2 separate regions of the Sus scrofa genome follow, and region 1 is linked to region 2. A link is a contact called in public Hi-C data. All regions are on one chromosome and are shown on one strand. The core of a region is the stretch at or near the end of the contact, and the rest is flanking DNA. Distances in the headings are between cores, read along the strand shown. Region 1 overlaps AGTR1 (type-1 angiotensin II receptor). Region 2 has its middle 280 kb from the start of AGTR1.

Region 1 (3,270 bases), core at 364-2,863, 310 kb after region 2:
TATTTTACAGCGCAAAATTACTATGCATAAATTTAAAAACATCTAATTTGTGTTTTTAAATGCCTATTTAATATTACTTCAAATACACTTTAAAGCTAAACAGATTTGTGTTGAACTGAGTTGTAGATTTTGAACTTTACTTGAAAACAAACATATCATAAACAGAAAACCATTCCAAATGAATAGAGTGCTCTGCTGGAGTAGGCGTGGAGTGAGGGAGACTCAATAACTATTAACAAAGGCTCCTTTTCCCAATGTAATTTGTCAAGAGTTCAAGAGTTACAAAATGTACTAAATCTTAAGCAAATTAAGTTCATGATATTACTAAGGATTTTAAAGTAGTGCAATGAGTTATCAAGTTATAGTGGCTGTACTATAAAGAACAAAGTACTGTATGAAATACCTGTATAAACAATTCAATATTTCTTTATGAAAAGCTGAGCATTATGTATTATAATAGTGGAATGTCTTTCATTAGGCATACTTTAAAAAGATTAATAAAAGTAAAATTTCCTAATATGTATACAACATGTGCCGTATTTGCAAACATGCCTGAGAATTTATTTAAAATGTTGTCTTGTATCAGTTTGCAAGAACTTCACAAACCTGCAAACAAAATGCATCTTTTAAAAAAGGTAACAATGGCGTCTCTAATATTGCAACAATTTTTTTAAAAAGTACAGCATCACTATTTGTTTGAAATATTTCTATGGACTATCTTTGACAAAGAGGTAGGATACTTTGGATTTTTATAATAAAATCTGATTTAAAAAATGGATTGTGACCATCTGCTAAAGCTGCCATTCTGGATAATGTTCTAAAACAAAACAACAAAAAAATTCACGCTTCTCAACACTTCCACCCTAAATTTGGATTTACCTGGATAGTTACTATGGATATGTATGTTACAACAGTGAATCTACATCATAGAAAGTCAAGTGCTGGAAAGTGGCTTTTTTCTTCTTTTTTTTTTTTTTGTCTTTTTGCCATTTCTTGGGCGGTGCCTGCAGCATATGGAGGTTCCCGGGCTAGGGGTCGAATCCGAGCTGTAGCTGCCAGCCTACGCCAGAGCCACAGCAACGCAGGATCCGAGCCGCGTCTGCAACCTACACCACAGCTCACGGCAACGCCGGAACCTTGACCCACTGAGCAAGGGCAGGGATCGAACCCGCAACCTCATGGTTCCTAGTCGGATTCCTTAACCACTGCGCCACGACGGGAACTCCCCTGGAAAGTGGCTTTTAACACTGTTTGGGGAAAAAAAGATTGTTCACATTGGTGGAGGAAAGCAGTCTGAACAAACATAGGCTAAAAGTAATACTTCATGGGGTTAAGGCCTAAACCATAGTCTCTCAGTGCAAACCTCTACTCAATTACATCAGACAGTTGAGCCATGAAAAACAAGACCACAGAAGATTTATTTTAAAAAGGCAGTGGCTCTTTCATGACAGTTTTTATGGTATATAATATATTCATAGTGAATGGGTATAATTTACTGTCTTTTGAGGAAATTAAACATAGAATCTTAACAATATTCTTACAAGGACAAGGTAGAAGCTTTAGTCTCATTCCCTTTTGTCAGAGCAAAGTTCAGTGAAGGTTTAATGATTTGCCTAAGGTCTCAATTTCTAGAGAGTCAAAGAAAAAAACCGCTAAGTCCTCCACCCCCCAGTTCCAGACTGGTATTTGTTCTCAGTCTTTTTTTCTCCTGCTAACTCCAGCAATCAACTGATTTCTACTCTTCAACTGCTTAAATTATGTTGCTTTTTACTCACTGCTCTTGGTTTTATATATTAAGATTCAGCATCAGCATTCACCATATCTTTTCCCTCCTAATTCTGATTGCTTATTTTTGTACTTTATGGGCTTTTTCTTTATTCCAGTTTTACCCCAATTATTCAGGAAAGGCTGCCTGGGTCTTTTGAAAGCTCTGATGTTCTCAATGAAAAGACCTTCTGAATGACCTTGTTTGTCTCCCATGGAGTTGCATATCACAACTTCAAATGCCCCACTAAAATGTTACCCATTTGGCATCAGTATACAGAAAAGGCTGCATTCTGTGATAAGAAGTACAGTGGTGTTTTCCTAGTGAGAGAATAGAGTTCTTAATGGAAAAAAAAGAGAAAGTGTAATTTCCTCAGATTTAGCTGGTATCTCAAACACAATGGTGCTTTTCTTCTGGAACTAGTCTGTAAGAAATTTGCAAGGAAAATACCCACAGGAACCAATAAACAATTAAAATATTTGGTCATAGATCTGTATTAATATTGGTCTTTTAGAAACTCTTTTTTCCAGAAATGTTCCTCTTCAAATACAAAGATAACTACTCACTGCCTTTATGGATCAGAAAAGCAGTTGGGTAGAGAAGGCAGAGAGACTCAGACTAAGTAGTTGAAACTGTTTGGTTGCCAAACTTGGAGAGATTATTATTTGTAACTAGGAATGTTTATCCTTACTTTCTCACTTTTCTCTACTTGGTTTGATTCTTGTGAGAGCCTTGATGGCAAGGTATATTTAATGTGTGGATCCACAAAGGAAAAAAAAGCCTAATGTGAATGCTAAGCTATTTACATTCAAATATAGTAAAATTGGTTCAGATACTAATAACTTAGATTGACAGAACAGTTGTCTATGGCAGTGAGACCACTAGAGGGCAGGGTGACTTCCAGACCTGGTGGCTACCTCCCTCCAGAGGCAACCCTGGGGTTACTTTAAGAGCTATCAAATTCCTTGAAGACCTTATAATGAGTCTAAGCTCAATTTCTCTCTTCCATTGTCCTTGTACAGAATCCTAGAGTTCTGGAAAATGCTTAGGATAATTTCTAGAATGGTTTGATACAATAGATGTTTAGTCAACTCACAATTTTAGAGCTCCTAAGTATTCAACATGACTTTGAACATTTGAAGACTACCTGACAGAATAGGGATCTATTTGATCTTTTGAGGGATCTGTAGTTTCCTGGAGAAGATATGAATATAATACATGAAACAAAAGCCACCAATAAAACATAGTGTATAGTTAATTTATTCGATGAACAATAAGAACTACAGGTTATCAAGAATTGAAAGGGGGAAAAAATCTGAATTAGAAATAACAGCAGCACTACTGACATCTTAGACTAGATAATTCTTTGCAGGGGGCCTTGTCCTGTGCCTTACAAGAAGATTAGCAGTATCTTTGGTCTCTACCCACTAAATGCTAGCAACACCCCTCCTCCCTCTCCCCTTGTTATGGGAAACAAAAATGTCTCTAGACATTGCCAAATGTTC
Region 2 (3,090 bases), core at 473-2,972:
GGCAGATTGTCTGATGTATAATATAGACTTAATAAATATTTGCTGAATAAATGCAAACATTTGGGAGTTGAATGAAAATATTAAAATAGGCTCATACACTTGCAGGGTTCCATGCAAAAAAAAAAAATCAAAAACAAAAAGAAAAACAAAATTCTTTTCAGGATGCCATATTATCCTAAGTACTTGGTCAGGATGCAAAGAGAGAAAGAATTAATGAGAAAAGAGGTTCTACTATAACTTTACTTTGGACGTTTGGACAAGCTAATACTGAATTTCAAGCCTACTCATATAAATTTCAAATCTACTTAAATAGATGTGCAAAAACTCTATGCTATTCTAATGAAACAAATAAACAAATAAATAAACAACTTTCAGAATTCATCCAGGATGAAGAAAACAAAATAATTCTTTAAATTATATCAGAATGAAGGACAGAAGGTAAATATAGGCAGTAAACTAAACTATCTTAATTATTTAGATTATAAAAAGTTATCACATGGAGGAGTTATTGAGTTCTCAAGCGTTACTTGAGAAGGGACATATAAGAGAAGATTAAAATTTCCCTGTACTAAAAAGTATAAATCATTTAATACATCATGTTCAAATACTTTAACATTGATTCATTCAATGGAGATTTTTTCTGTTAAGGCATTTTTTATAGACCAATCCATCCAGACAGCAGGCACTAGTCACATATGATTCTTTAAATTTAAGTTTACATTAAATAAAATTCAATACAATTTAAATTTAGTTTCCTAGTCATATAAGCCATATTTCAATTTCCTGAGAGCCATGTGTGGTTACTGGTTACCATACTGGACAGTGAGAAAACATTTCTACCACTGCAGAAAGTTCTGGAGCATAAGTGCTCTTCTAGACCATCCAGAGATGTCAAAAGAGGTAAGACCAGGTCCTCGTAGCCAAAGAACTGAAGACAGGAGGAGATGAGACATGAACAAAAACCATTTTAATACAAAACAGCTTTAATTTTACAAAACTAAGTGCCCTAAGAATACTGAGGATGGAGTAACCACAGAAGAATTTATGTTAAGATTTGAGCTTAATTTTAAAGACTGAGAAAGATTACATTTTTTTTTAGTTGCAGAATGTTACATTTCTCATTTTATATAAAGTATAAAATTTTTGCCCAATGATACTATGAAAATGAAGGTGTGCAATTTTGTTTGACTAAATTTCTTCTTACTCATAAACACTCTTATGGTTTTGCCAGAAGCATTTAAGGTGAATTTATTTTCAACTTAAGATAGTTGATTCGGTGGTTTCTAAATAAACTATTTGTTGAATTTTTGGGAAATAATGCACTTCTAAATTATTTCAAACTCAAAATTGCTTTGTTGATATTCAACCTAGTTCAAGTTAAAAAAATAAAAGAGTGTAATTTGTGAAAGACAAACTCAATTTAGGATCAGAGCTATAGATTCAGCTTACAAAATTATTTCCTGAGACAAAGCATTTATACCAAAAGTTACAAAAAATATTTTGTGTTTGTTCAGACTAGCCATCTTTTTATATTGTTTTCTTTCCTTATCTTTCTTAGAACATAAGCACAGCTAATACATAAGGCTAAGTGTTTAAAATGACTGAGAAGCTGTTACACTTGCCTGTTTTACTCAGCACTACTGACAAGCTATCATTTACTACCATGGCAAGGGCCTCCTAAGGTGTCCTAGGAAGGTGTAATAACTTACCAACACAAGGTGGTGCTCTGTTCTTATGAAACAGCCTGCTTTGATTTGGCACTAGGAAGCAAAGGTCAAACAACCCTATTGCCTGACCAGTTTTTTGGAGGGTTTTAGAAACTGTTAATGTTTAATTCTTACTTGAAAACTGCATTGCAGCTACTTAAAAATTATTCTTAGAAAGCTATCCTCATCATAATTCCAACTACTCCAGGAAGATCCAATTTATCTCATTGTACTCAACAGTTCTCATTTTGATGACAGTAGGTGTTGGATCTCTCTGATTGCGTCTTTTCATTTTCTCTGTTTTTGGTCCTGTTGATAAAATATTTCTTATGCTTTTCTTTGGGTTGTCCCGTGACTACTGTTTCTGTGAAATGATCAGACATTTTTTTCCAAATGAAGTCTTTCAGTTGGCTTCCAGTTGGTAAGAATGACTCTCCTAGTAATCACTAAATATTTATTTATTTATTTTGCTTCTTACATAAGAATGAACATACGTAAAAGCCATATGATTATATATTTATATATTTGCCCAATGATAAATCTCTCTTGACTTTTCTCTAGGGAAACCCTGACAGCATAATTTGAAAATGTGACTTATACACATTTAGAGTTAACCACATTTAAAAATAATCCTCCTTGTTTCTAGAGAGGGAGCAGGCCATTTAAGAAATTTTTCTACTGAAGAATAATTAGATACGGATTAAAATCTCAGTGTTTCTCTTTACTGCTTCCATAGTTACTGGACTGTGAGATAAGTTTAGGATACAGATACATATCCCAGAAAGAACTAAAGGAATGATTATAACATTGCATAATTTCACATATGCCACATCTGCTACTAAAATGGAATCTGCAACCCTATCCCACCAGGTGTGTGTGTATACACACACACACACACACACACACACATTATTTGTCAAGGAAATTTTCCATAACTGCTTTAAATTTCTAGGATTTGATCTCAATTCATATACTTCATTCTGAATCTTATGAAAACACTTATCTTGTTTACAACTGGTTGATATTTTTCTCAGAAAATCACACTAGGAGAAGTTGCATTTGTCTCAAATGTTTTAAAATTGCAACATAAGTGCATTCAAGAAAACAGATGAGAAAAAGTTCTGTTTGTTCAGAATTGTGTTATATGATCATATCGCTAATGAAAGTTTACTGACGCCATGCCAATGTCAGAAGATCAGCTCTTCAAAGAACATACTGTCTGATTACTATAACATTTCTATATTTGGATTAATTGAAAACGGAAATGTGGATAGCATCAGCATTGAAATTAAATGAGCCCCCTAATGGTGAAGCTAATTACTGAATTCATTTTGATGTTCTGTTTTACCAGTAAAAATTTAGGTTATTGAATTGAACACTATGT

The links. Hi-C and Micro-C count contacts between places; a contact is called where the count stands out from the background.
Region 1: a Hi-C map of liver shows a contact between it and region 2, with 2.1 times the contacts expected there. The contact joins two enhancer-like sites. A contact is called at or near these places in 13 of 47 Hi-C or Micro-C datasets (embryonic fibroblasts, fetal heart ventricle, fetal skeletal muscle and 5 more).

What each region holds. Positions count from the first base shown.
Region 1 is chr13:88,963,093-88,966,362 of Sscrofa11.1, forward strand. All of the region lies in intron 2 of AGTR1 (type-1 angiotensin II receptor), which reads left to right. Among named protein-coding and RNA genes, the nearest start is that of AGTR1, 30 kb to the left of the region's middle. Within about 2 kb of position 1,614, at least 5 of the 83 cell types and tissues checked have an H3K27ac peak or open chromatin away from gene starts, as enhancers often do. A contact at or near this core is called in liver, where this site is marked.
Region 2 is chr13:88,649,644-88,652,733 of Sscrofa11.1, forward strand. No RefSeq gene overlaps it. Among named protein-coding and RNA genes, the nearest start is that of AGTR1, 280 kb to the right of the region's middle. Within about 2 kb of position 1,723, at least 1 of the 83 cell types and tissues checked has an H3K27ac peak or open chromatin away from gene starts, as enhancers often do. A contact at or near this core is called in liver, where this site is marked.